Linked DNA regions of Drosophila melanogaster: region 2 is linked to region 1. Evidence: chromatin contacts called from public Hi-C data. All regions are on one chromosome and are shown on one strand. Each heading gives the region's core, a stretch centred on a gene start, on an enhancer-like site or on the middle of the called end of the contact. The rest is flanking DNA. Distances are from core to core; before and after follow the strand shown. Region 1 holds the start of CG9933. Region 2 has its middle 14 kb from the start of CG9932.

The links. Hi-C and Micro-C count contacts between places; a contact is called where the count stands out from the background.
Region 2: a contact with region 1 is called in a Hi-C map of the Kc167 cell line, with 6 times the contacts expected there. The contact joins the enhancer-like site here to the promoter of CG9933 in region 1. A contact is called at or near these places in 16 of 107 Hi-C or Micro-C datasets (the D17-c3 cell line, the Kc167 cell line, the OSC cell line and 8 more).

The regions. Positions count from the first base shown.
Region 1 is chr2L:13,017,499-13,024,200 of dm6, reverse strand. CG9933 reads left to right here and starts at 2,889. Exons shown (of 3, transcript NM_135754.4): 1 at 2,889-3,970; 2 at 4,275-4,403; 3 at 4,472-4,626. The coding sequence starts at 3,023. The coding sequence ends at 4,525. CG9932 reads left to right here. Exons shown (of 7, transcript NM_001273500.2): 7 at 1-2,333. The coding sequence ends at 878. Ube4B (Ubiquitination factor E4B) reads left to right here and starts at 4,767. Exons shown (of 9, transcript NM_135753.4): 1 at 4,767-5,411; 2 at 6,024-6,372; 3 at 6,540-6,702. The coding sequence starts at 6,145.
Region 2 is chr2L:13,070,437-13,077,138 of dm6, reverse strand. No RefSeq gene overlaps it. Among named protein-coding and RNA genes, the nearest start is that of CG9932, 14 kb to the right of the region's middle. Within about 2 kb of position 4,323, at least 29 of the 39 cell types and tissues checked have an H3K27ac peak or open chromatin away from gene starts, as enhancers often do. A contact at or near this core is called in the D17-c3 cell line, the Kc167 cell line, the OSC cell line and 4 more, where this site is marked.

The DNA of each region.
Region 1 (6,702 bases), core at 1,640-4,139:
TGCTCAAGAAGCAGCTGGAATCGGGCGGTGGTCAGATGGTCCCACTTCCCCTGAAAGTATCCGTTAACAAAAACGAGGCGGAAGTCCCCGAGGAGGACGAGGAGCGACATAGCAGCTCCACACCGTCGACCAGCGCTTCGGTGGCCACCAGTGATTTGGCCGCAGATGGCAGCAGTGATGCAGGATCCGTTGACATGCCCCAGTCCATTCCGGCACCGGAACGCTGCCTCCACTGTCCATTCGAGACGCAGCAGCACGAGGAGCTGATGCAGCATCTACAGAAGCACGCCTGCGTAAATCCTCCACCTCCGAACTGCCAGAAATGTGCCCATTGTGATTACAATGCCAATGAGGAGGCGGAAATGGAGGAGCACACGGCGCTGCATTTCAATGCTGGTGAGAAGCTCAAGTCCGTGGAGTTCTTTACCTGCTACGATCAGCTGGAGATCAGCGTTGAGCGGGAACCGGAAGAAACCGCTGACTCAAAGGTGGAGCAGACCGAGCACAACAACAACCAGGACAATGTGATGAACGCCAATGTGCAGCAGCAGCAGCAACAGCAGCCAAGCAGCAGCGGCCCAGATGAACAGCCAGCTGTCGAGGGAATGGAGGAGTCGTCGGCCAAAAAGTCCAGCACAAAGTTGATTCTGTACAAGAACGATGGCGGCTTGAGTGTGAAGCTCTCCCAGGATGAGGGCGCCAATTCAGAGTCCCAGAAGAGCGAGAATATCAGCGATCGCCTGCGCAGAAGGATCCTTCGGGGAAGTGCCAACCAGTCGGAGGACGCCACTTCCACCTCCGGCCAGGAGCGACCCGCAACACCGGAAAAAATGATACTGGTCAATGCCCAGACGGGCAAAGTCATTTCCAGAAAGTAGGCCACATCCAAGGGTCGAACCTTTTATTTAATTTAATCCATAATTTATCCAACTAAGCTTATGGTTATTTTTCGATTTAAGTGAGTTTTGGTTTTGTTAATATTTTGTTGTTGCTTATGCTTTTCCATATTTTTTTTTGGGTATGCGTTAGTGGAGTTGGGGATTCGTTTTAGGCACCTGTTTTGGGATTTCTATTGTCACTAACACACACCCACTTATACACACCTAGTTGGAACATGTTCCTGCACTTTTACGTTTTTTCTAGAACCTAAGGTAATTAAGTAACGATAATTTATAAACAAAAAAGGAATGAAATACCATTATTCGAATACTTTGCAAATGGGATAAGCCGGAATTCTTAATGTAATTACTTGCTAGAACGGTGCAAAATGTAATTTAAACTAATCGTATTGTAACTTATCAAAGAGATAACTATAGAAGGCATTTTAATATAGAACCTATATATATATATTTACCATCGGCTTAATATATTAAATTGGAAAACCAACCCAATCCGAGCAAGATCCAAAAGCGTTTCAAGGAAATCAACTTTGTACAGGAGAAAAAGAGATAAATTCAAAATTATGTCTTGCTACAAATAATTCGTTTAATTTTTCGAATGGGAACTGTGATTATTGATAATTGTAAATGCAAAAAAAAAAAGAAATAAGAAAGTGAGCGCGTATATCATGCAATGAATATGGTACTATATACATACTATATAAATCTATACATATATATATATTTACACACAGCTGCTGCAAAAATAAAAACTATAGAAACAAAAAGAAACACATTTAAAATGCAATTGAAAAATCAACAGAGAATAGGGAATTTTTTGCAATATTTGCAATATTATTTTGTACAAGTGCAGCACACATTTAAAATTAGTTAATAGTAATTAGTTTCTACTACGGATTAGTTATGTTCTCATCATTAGTGCGAATGTTTTCCAGCAAACGGCGTCTTTGTAGCACAGTGTAGGCGTTAACACTACAAACAAAATGTTATCATTAAACTATAAGCAAACAAAAAGAACACATGTGGAATAGCGGGGCCATATTTAAATAGTTTAAACTTAATGCAAGGAAACATTTGAAAACAAAGCAAATCAAAACCAGAAGATATAGCGCAAACAAGCGATATGTATACAGAATCTAACTTGGATATAAATGCAAACCGCCTTTGATATGCATATATACATCTTATATCGATACGAATATCTATACACACAATATATTATATATTAAATAGTCCTTAACATTGAACTACATTTAAACTTAAAGCTAGTGTAAATAACTTAGTTTTGTTTACTGCGCACACAACCACACGCAACACTTACACACACCACACAAACACACAATAAGATTTACGGCATTGAATTACAAAAGAGAAAATGTACAAAAACAATTGTTAATAAAGAAATCAAATAAAAACAACACAAGTTGCATTTACAATTGACCGATTATCTGTATGTTTGGTACTTCTATTTAAAAAAGAAATCGAATAATTGGGTTCAGATCTAAACGCCAAAAGTAGTTTCTAAAAATTCAAATCATAATGCAAAATAGTTCATTGACTTCTATTAAATTGAAAGCACTTCAACATTTTTCTTTTTTCTTTACTGAAATCAAACATCAAAATCAAGCATTCTTTTTTAACGGAATTTTAATTTGAAAGGTAGCCTGCGTAACGGTATAGCGGTATATCAATTTAAAAGTGACTTTCAAGATACGGCAACTCTGTGAAACGATTGAATGTGGAACAAAAGATTATTTTACTCTTTTTCTTTTAATTAAAGAAAAAATAATAATAATCAAAAAGGGATATGCAATGCTATTCCAGATTACTCTTACTGAGATACTTAAATAATAACTCTCCAAATAATCAAAAGAGCCAAAGAAAATATAAAATCATATATACTATTTAGCTCCCTGTTGCAATTCCAATCGTTTCACAATCGCTGCCAAGTCAGCTACGCAAATTTGAGGGTATATTTCATAGTTGTCGGTACGGTAACACTGAGAAAGCCGTTTTGTTGAAAGATTACAAATGAATTGCGATGCATTTAGCTAAAATTGAACTTTAGCAGAGCCGCAAAACGATAGAGAGCCAACGCAGAGAACACGGAGCCACCCAAACACATGGATACCAAGTCCAATGATGACTCGGCTGGCAGTGACTCGCTGGACAAATCTATGCAAATCAAGTGTGTGATGGTGGAGACAACGACGACGGGCGACGGAGACTCCACAGTCGGAGATCTGGACAACTGCAGCAGGGATTCCGCTGCGGAATCGATTAACAAGGAATCCGGTTCGATGGAGGGAGCCGGCAAGCAGACGGATCACAAGACTGAAGCTGCGGCGGGGTCGTGCGGCGAGGGCGACAGTCCGCAGAGCAGTCAATCCCCACCAGAACATCCGGCCAGCAAATCGCCCACATCTCCATGCACTGCCTTCGAGACGAAAGTCAAGCTTATATCACAGAACCTCAAGGAAACCACGCTGGCGGAGAGCACCGGCGCCTCCGTATCAGCATCCACATCCACATCAACACCCACGTCCGCCTCTAGTAGCATCAGCGGCAGCATGCTGGAGTCGCAGCAGACACCCAGCCAGTCCACCCCCGAAACAACAGATTCCGCCTCGTCGTCCGTGCGCGTGAAGAAGGTACGCTTCCATCCGGACGTCAAGGAAAACGACGGCGGGAACTGGATGAAAAGAAAGCGACGCTCCATGCATACCAAACGAACCTCCTCGCCCAGCGGCGCTAACTGTGATGGCATGGAGCTGGACGGTGAGTACGAGGACAACGATGACGATGAGCAGGAGGAGGCGGAGGAGGAGTTCGATCTGGCCAAGACAATCGCCGAGGCGGAGGATTACCTCAAGCAGCACCCGTTGACATACGTGCAGCGCGTCGAACAGAACGGCGAGCGGCTGCAGGATGGACTGCTCAGCATCGAGGATATGCTAAACGAAGTCGGCGAGGAGGTGGTCACCGAGTACAACGACGAGGACTTCTTCAGACGCATCAAGCCCGAGAATGGCATTGAACGCATTCTGGGCAAGGAGACCAAGGCGGGAAAGGTACGTTTGCAATACGAAAGCAATAAACTATCAGTACGGTTTAGGGTTCACAAATTTTCTATGAATTCGATTACAGTTTCATTTACAACACATTGTTGGTTTATTCATATCATATTTAGTAAACAAAAATTCTAAGCTGGAAAAGGTTTGCTATATGACTTTTGCTTTTACAAAATAAATAAGCCAAAGATCAGCTTTCTTTACTTTGTAAAGCGAAGGAAAACTTTTAAACAGTCTGAATCTTATGTAGTTTGCCCTCTATCCCAATTGTAGGTATCATTTAATAACCTTAATATCCTTGCAGGTTGAATTCCTTCTGCGCTACGAGAACCAAGGCGGACTCTTCTGGCAATCGGAGGAGTTCATCAAGCGCACGTGCCCCTCGCTGCTCAAGGCCTACGAAATGAATCGAGAACGACGTCAGCAGCGCTTGGTTAGTCCTTATCCTAATTAAAACCACATATAATGCCAGTTTGTAATTCAAATGCTTGTGTTTTGCAGATGCATCACGTTGCCAAAAGGCAGAGTCTGCGACAGCGATACACGGATTTCTAGTAGCGGTTACTTAGGTATTAGGTTCATAATTAGGTTCCACATAATTGTAACATTTTTGTAAAATGAAGTAAATGATTTTCTTTTGTTGAACAAAAATAACTAAACAACACTTGCTTTTCATTATGTGTCATGAGGAATATAACCATTTTGGTAGGCCTAATTTTTGATTTCCCATCGTTAATCAGTTCGCACCTAGTAATTCAGCGATATTTAAATATTTTCAAACGACAAACAAACAATAGTTTCAGATATTTTCAAACTAGTTCTCTTAGAGCAAAAAGGATATATAAATTGGGTATAGATGCTTAGAGAACATTATTGCAATTAAAGGCAAAAACAAAAGTGCAAATTTAAAATTACAAATAGTATTCAAATGATTCACAACTTTTCGGATGTTTAACGAAATTTTAAATTCGATAATGAAATCATAAAAATATGAGGGCCCTGCAAGGGTTAAAGCAACTATCGGCGAACATTCCATCTTTAAGTGTGACCACGCCGCGGCCAGTGTGACTGTCGGCCACCAGACCAAACTGAAACACTGTTCGTCGACTGACGCGAAACCCAAAAATTATAAGTAATTCAATTGGAGGAAAGTTCGGAGGTCTGTATTTCTTGAGCCCATCGCCTGGCCAGTGAAGCATTTGTGTCGATATACGGATCGCATTCGGGCGATCCCCACATAGATATAGCCAGCCGAGGGCCGATAACCAATCCCCACGAAGCTCGCAGAACAAAAGAGAAATTTTTTGCGTGGTCACCACCAGACGTGGAATTGTTCGGGTGAATTGTCGAAACCATATAGAGTTCCGTAAAATGCAATAGTTACGGGCCGTAGCACAACCAATACGTTTTGCAGCAGGTGAAAGTCGGTCCGTAGAGTCAGGTAAGTGCGAATATATGTGCGGCGCAATCCTCGATTTTCCGTATTTCACACACCCTCACATCGAACCTATGTCCGATTATATATCCCACGATTTTGTGTACTTTATCCGCCGTCTCAAATGCGCAAATGAGCTGGTGATATCCCGTGCCGATCCGATCCTATTCGATCGGCTATCCCTAAACATTATATAAGGTTTCGCCATCCGATTCCGCATATGTTATGATATTGTTTACTGCACTTGTTTTGGGTGCAGTGCAGCGCCAGTGCTCGAGAAATCCTCTTCTAAAAATAGTTGCAGCCGTGCACTTTTTGTCAACCTCGGCCGATCTGCGTCCGCTTTTGATTCGCACACTGACTGTGTGCGGCAGGTCAGTTGTCCTGGTATGCTCCCAGCTATGCTGCACATCATCCATCTAGTGCGTAGTTGCGTAGCACAAAGAGAAACGGCCAATCCATCTGGTTTTGGCGATGGCGGCATTGTCTTCGCGTGAACTTGACGTTGACCGCTGGACTTTGTTTTAATTTTCTCTTTATTTGTTATTTTATTTATTTGTCGAGTGCGCGTGCTTTTGTTTGGTTCATTAACCCACATCATCGCCTCTTATTTTGCAGCAGCATCAGAAGAAGCGGCGGAAAAACTACGCCACAAACAAACAAAAACAGTGAGAGAGGCGAAAACAGATTTGGTAGCACAACTGCGCATTGTTTCCCAGAGTACCAGCGGATCCGAGAAATGCCGGAAGAAGAGCCGCCACAAAAGCCCATGGAGGAGGAGGAGGATGATGATCAGGAGCAGGATCAGGATCAGGACCACGAACAGGATCAGCACGAACAGGATCAGCAGCCCCAGTTAGCGCAGGGCGAGATACCCGGTCAGCAACTGCCTGAGCAACCCAACCCCGATGTGCAGCCGCAACAGCCGGCCGAGTCTGTGGTGGTCACCGAATTATCCGCAGAAGAGGTATATCGTTTTCGCAAACTTAATGAAGCAACAAAATATCATATTTAAAGTTATCTAAATCAATAATACAAGTAAACTATTTTGTAAAAGGAAAACGAACTTTAAACTATGATATACTTTAATTGGTAACAGCTAAATTGGTGAACTAACCTCTTTAATTCTTTCAGATGCGCGCCCGTCGTCTTCGGACTTTGGCTGCCCGAAGTGGCATCCAGTGTGCCCTGGCGCCCCTGACTACTACGCCACGGAAGCCGACCAACGTCTCTGGCGAGTCTCGACTGGTACGTGAGGCCACGCCCGGCGAAAAGGAGGTATCGCTGCCCACTTCGG
Region 2 (6,702 bases), core at 3,074-5,573, 52 kb before region 1:
ATATAAATATAAACAGGCTGGGAAATATCTTTTTAAAAAGTCAAATAAACATTTATGAAAATTTGAAAAATAATACATTCATGTTAGGAAGTCGATACAGTATGTTTCATTATTTAAATAATATTTAATTCTTCTATTGTAGTTCTTTAAAATTTAATTAATCTATTGCTTCAAGGGTATTAAAAAATCGCCTTGGGCTTCTTTTTCTTATTTTCCATTGTTTATTTGGTCAGGAAACTGGCGACGACACACGATGCGTAATCGTCAGGGGCTTTTGTTGTTTGTTTTGTGGCAACAGGGAGACATCACCCCAGAAAATCACCCCCCTCTCCCCGGAAAATCCCCCCCCCTCGGTGCGTGGAGATTTGATAAACTGCTTTTCGACTTTATTGCTGGTTGGGCAGAAAAAGCCATTTTTTTGTATTTTTGGCAATGCCCAATATTTTCATCATCTCCACTTCGGGTTGTCCACTCTCAGTTCGTTAGATATTTTGTATTCTTGTTGTTTTTTATTGCGATTTTTATTTACTTTTATGTGTTTATTATATGGTCCGCTTTTGGAGTTTTGTCAAGCGCAAAATTGAGACATTTCATGGGGTGGCCGGGATGCTTTTGATAGGTTGTAAGTGTTGTCCACTTGGTTACAGCACGGAACTTCTTAAGGCGCTCCAAGCTGGGAATTGCTTTTTAATTTGGTTTGTTCTTTGATTGTTTTTATTATTCTTTGACTTTGAGTGAATTGTTTTCGAATTGACGCTGTGGGAATATTAGGGGTGTTAAAGGTGCTTTAAAAATGAAGTAGGACACCGATGATTGTTTTTGTGGTTACAGCTGGATCTATTAATTTGCTTTCGATGAGGTTTAAATCATAAGAAATCATTTAAATTGTTTCAACATAAAAAAACAGCCATTCTCAGTAGATAAGAAAACGCTCTGATATATATTAATATTTTTTGTAGTCATTTTATAAAACTATTTTTACCAGAAAAGTTGTATCCTTATTGCAAAACTTTTCCATTTTAGATAGGAACAATCTACATTTCCGAGTATCTGAGTATCAAAATGTTCCAAAACTAAAAATGTTCTTCCGTAAATCTTGCAAACTTTTCAACACGAAATTGACTGAAAAAAAGGCTTTGCTCGTATCAACGTTTTTTTTTTTTTGCCCTTCGCCCCAGACTTTGCACACCACGCCAACACTTAAAATGCACGCATTACTGCAGACACGCCCCCTTGTCCCGCCCCCTTCTGCTGCATCTAATTATGCGAATGCATTTGAGCGCACAATTTTGAACTTTTTTTTTCTACGCTGTAAAATTAGGTCAGATTTAACATATTCATTAGAACTTGAGCAGCTGCAGTTTGGCGATTAGGGGGACGATTTGGCGGGAAGCTGTTGTGGGTTGCATAAGTAAATATGTGTGGGTGGTTGGGTGGTGGTACAGGGTGGTGCAGTGTGGTGCATGGTGGGTCAGGGGGCAGCAGCTGGAACTCAAAGGAAGCGAGCAGAAAGTTTCAAGCGCTTTTAATGGTGATTACAAGTGCACACATATATGGCAAAAAAAAAATAAACGCAAAATGAAAAAACGAAATTATTAGAAAATTGCATTCTCTACAGCAGCAACAACGACGGCCTCGTTTTGGCTTTGCTTTTGCCATCACGATAAGCATTCGTTACAAGAGCGAAGTAAAATGGGTGGAAAAGAGGTTAAAAGCGGGGCAAAGCGCGTGAAAAGCTGAAGCTGCCGACATTAATACACTAATTTGTTAGAGACATAGCGACTTTATAGACTTCTTTTATGTATGTATACTATTCCTTAAACTATTGAGCTTTGTTTTAGAAGTATTATTGCATAAGTGCATGCTGGAAAATTACGAGCTGAACATCTTATCTCTCATTGAACAAATATATTTTTTTTATTTCTAAGTTTACTATTATTTATATATAAGTATATAAGTACTTAATAATTTTGGCATTATTTAGAAAAAATAGTTCTTAGGTATTTCCGTGTTCATCTCTTCTCTTCGAAGAATTTAATTTATATGTGCGATAAAAAGAACTATTGATAAAAGGGTATAGTATTCTCGGTGCCAGACTTCCCCTCGTTCTTGAAGGAATTTTGAGCAACAGATAAGAGTGAGCCAGCAGCAACATATACAGCGGCAACATCCTCATCAGCAGCAGCAGCAACCGCTTCAGCAGCAACATCGATGGCGTTGAATGTCTCAATTCGAGGAGCAGACTGTGAACACTCGAGCACGCATATGTGCACTGAAAGGGGCGTGGCTCAGTTATTGAGCTGCTCTTTTTCGACCGATGTCTCAGCTTTTCAGACACTATTCAGGCAGCTTCGGACCTACCCCATCCCTTCCCCCGGCTTAGCCGCGATTTATAAGTCTAAATCTTCTACGCCAGCTATACTTTACGTATGCTGATGCTTTGTGCCATTGCCGAAGCTTTATTTTCACTGTGAAGATTCGCTGAGGCTATTGCTACAGATCCTGAAGTTAGTTGTATTCATAAATTGATAAATTTAAGAATAAGAAGACCTACAATTATTTAAATTTCAAAGGGCTGTCTCTTATTATAAGTCTACCTAACCTACTTTGCCAATATAGCTAACCGTTCGCCATAGTGTAGTTTGACTGTACTGCTTCCTCTGCGCTTACTGCTTCCTCTTCCATTTGCACGAGCACTTCAATTACAAAAGCACGCAAGTCGCCATCATTTAATGGAATTAGTACAATGACAATTGTGGCCAAAGACCAAGGAGATGTTAAAGAAGACGACTTGGCTCAACCCAACTCAACTCAACGCTCTCAACTTAGCTCAACTCGGCACGAAACTCGACACGAAAACTGGCGATATGAGTGCGGCGGCAATAGAAATAAATTGAATAAATGCGAAGCGAGTACGCAGCAGCAGAAGAACCAAATAAAAGAAAAGAAAAGAAGAGAAGAGGCGAGGTCACTCAGTCGCTGGCTGATAATTTTCGGCAGATAGGCAATTGCCATGGAATGGAGATCATCAGCAGCAGGAACTTCAACAACAGCAGAAGTCCATGGAAAAAAAAATAATATTAGTTTTTACATTTTAAAACTCAAGTAGTGACGAAGTGCGCCAATGGAAATGATTTGATATAGATATACTGCATGTCCCAACAGGATATAGGTTTTTTTTTTTTGGTAATACATAATGAAATCGTTGCTCGATCGTGTTTTCTTGCAGTGCATCGGCCACAGAAGCACCCGGTGGCCCATCCCCAATTTCCATCCATTCATTTCAGTCAGCTGCAGAACAACAAAGACCCGTGTCGATGACAATTAGCGATTGGATGGGATGGCATCGAACCGCGTGGAATGGGCGCATGATGTTTGTCTCTGACCGACCCAAACATTTTCGGTTTCGGTGGGGTGGCACACCTTTAACCAACTGGTAGCCGGAATATGTAGAGCATGGAGCGTTTGTGTTGCGCCATAAATTAAATCTAACACCCGGCACACCGAAAGACAGGAAAGCCAGCTAGATCGGTTGGCGGCGATAGATCACTAGCCAGCAAACTCATTTCAAATGGCAAGTGAAACAATGCGAAAAATTACACGCTTCAATGGGCTGTCAAACAATTTATCAAGCCTGAATTTGAATCCGCATTAGCTGAGCGCTTTTGGCGAACCTTAAATTAAAAGCTAGCTGAATTTCAATTGCGAGTAGCAGGGAGTAGCAGAAATGCAACTTTAAGTCATCCATCAGGCCAAGGAAACTCGAGCAAAAGTGGCCCCTCGAGTGTCATTTCATACGGTATCGGTTCGTCTGCTATCGTGCAACACCAAACAATTTTGAAATACGCCAATAAAATGGTAAATAAAATAAAACAAAAGCTGGTGGCAATTGCCGAATTACAGATGCTCTTTCAGTTTGCATTGAAAACTATGATTTGGAATGAGGGGTTTCAATTTATTTAAAATATGACTGACTTAATTATGCATCGTAATTGTTAAGTAATGCAGCAAACAGCTTGTGTTATTGAAATTAAGTGATTAACTCAAATGAAATTTCGATAAACAAATTACAGCCATTTTGAATAACACAATAAACTCGCGACATCATAATAAAATCAGCTTTTCATATATAAGCCAATCCCATCGGTCACAGCATTGTAACATTTGCACATTTCATAGAGCATAAAAATCCCCCGCATTATTCGCTTAACACTCTCAACTCCATCCACACACACACATTCTCACACATGTCTGTTTACTTTTGATAACATCACAGTCGTGGTCAATCGTCGTCGTCATCGGTAATGTATCGCATCGAGGTTTGAATGACGCGTATCATTGGCAATTAAATTAAAATTTACACAACCATAAATACTTATAAATAAAAGTACGGCTAGAGCGAAACTGGAAGCAGAAGCCCGCGCAGGCAAACATGTGTGTGTTTAGTCGGACATACAAACTTTTTGCAATGCCATACGCTGGCCAGATACAAATGTATCTGTATCTATGAGTTCGTGCGAGTGGTGAAGCGACTGCAGTCGCTTGTGATTTTTCGCCAGTGACATTTTAATTGCTGTTATGTTTTATTGATATACAAAAACTACTAAAGCTAATTGTTTTATTGTTAAATGCGCTTTATTTGCTCTCTGAGTGGCAGCTTAATAATCAACTATAAATATCATACAATTAGCGCTATTATGGGAAGTTTATACCTATCGGCTTCCCCTCCTCACCATTTCTCAACCGATCGCCACTGTTTCTTCAGTTTGCTCGCATTGAATCTTTCGATTTGATGGATTGCAGCCAAGTCTAACGTTGACACTGCGAATGTTTTCATGGCGTTAATTGCGATGGTGGAAGTGAATTATTTTAATGCCTTTATCTGTTCTTGAGAGCTCCGAGATTTGGCATTGAAGCAACTTTCAGTGCTCATTTTGCACATTAGATATTCGATATATTAAAATAACTCATCAATGTTTCAGATAATTAAGTTCTTTTTTCTATTTTGCTGCGACACTAACTCTAGCTAAGTTTTTGATCTTACTTATTTCTCTTTGTCATCAAAAGTCCTTCGCTTCAATTACATAATTTCATTAACTCTTCGTACTCGTATCTCAAAATTTGTTTGCATTATTTGCCGCTGCTGCTGCTTCTTCAACCTCCATTGTTCTGCTTCTGGAAAAACACTTGAACTGCTAACTGGTGACTGTGCTCCTCCTCATGGATTTTTTTCGCTCTTCGTACTTTTGTACTATTGAAAGTTCGTATGTGTAATGGTTGGAACTCGGAACGATGGAACGTGCACAACAAGAGCTCGTGGATGGACGTAGTTCGTCATCGTCATCATCATCATCGGTATCATTATCTTCGTCCATGCCGTCATCGAATCCAATGGCTCAAATGACATTTCCGCACCTGACGCCCCGTAGCCCCACCTCCTTAGGCCCAAACCGCCCAAGTCATTCATCACCAAGCAGCTATAAAATAGCCTGTGCCTTGTCTATATCTCTTTGATACCCTTTGCAAGTGGGGTAGAGTACCAAAATGTATCTTAAAATATAAAAAATCCAAGAAGCTAGTTTTTGATGCCAGTAAATATGTCGTTTTATTTTGATTATGATAAATGATTACTCGAATACTAATATAACTCTTTCAATATAACTCCTTGTTAACTCTACTATCCGCTTTTGGTATGTTTTACTTGCAAATTATTAGTTCATTTTCGAATTTCCGAATAATTACTGTATCTTACAGATACTTACTCTTGTTCTCCACTTGAAGAGTATCTGAAGTTAGCCCGTCCGGCATTTCTTGTTGCGTTGTACCGCTGTCCGTCCGCACTGTCCGTCCGTTTGGCACTCCGTCCGTCTCTTTTGCGTCTGAAGTGCGTGCTTGAGTTGTGCCTTTGCCTTTCATCGTCTTCTTGTTCTGCCTGTGCTTCTGCTTCGGATTCTTTTAGCTTTTGCTATTGCTTTTTTTTGGTGTCTTGCGTTTGCATTGCGTTCTTGGCTCTTGTGCAATACCCACACTCACACACACACAACCACACACACACACACCCACCCACAGACAATCGCAATTTCTATGGCACTTGTCCATGCCGCCACTTGTCTTCCACTTTATGCGGTCGCCGCTGGCGGTAACTAACCAAACCGAGCCACAGTAGAACCACCGACAGAACCACCAACAGCACCAAACCACACCACCCCACCACCTCCCATTAACGCCCCGAAAAAATAAAACCCAAGACAGACACTCCAATTGATTATTGGCGCTGGCTTTTTTGTTGCTGCTGCTGCTGGTTTGTCTTCACTTTTTGCACACGATGATTTACATTTTGCCGTGCTACCCTGTACTAATGAAGCTTATAGTAATATTCTACAATGGCTGAATATTATATTTGTCTTTAAGTATATCTACTCTAATAAATAATACAACAAACTTTTCAATTTAGTTCACCAAATTTCAAATAAGTTTGCACAGAGAACAATACTTTATCAACAAATTTTGGTTTATAAGAATTGTCGATTGTCTCGGAGAGAAAAACGTGTTCAAATAAACGTTATTCAGTTGTGTCAATAATCGAAATTTCGAATAAAAGCAAGCATAAGTTTCTACATAAGTTTGAAATCAAAACTGTGTTTGCTTACTTTGCTTTATAAAGAACTTATAATTTTCATCTGTAAATTTAGCAATTTTATT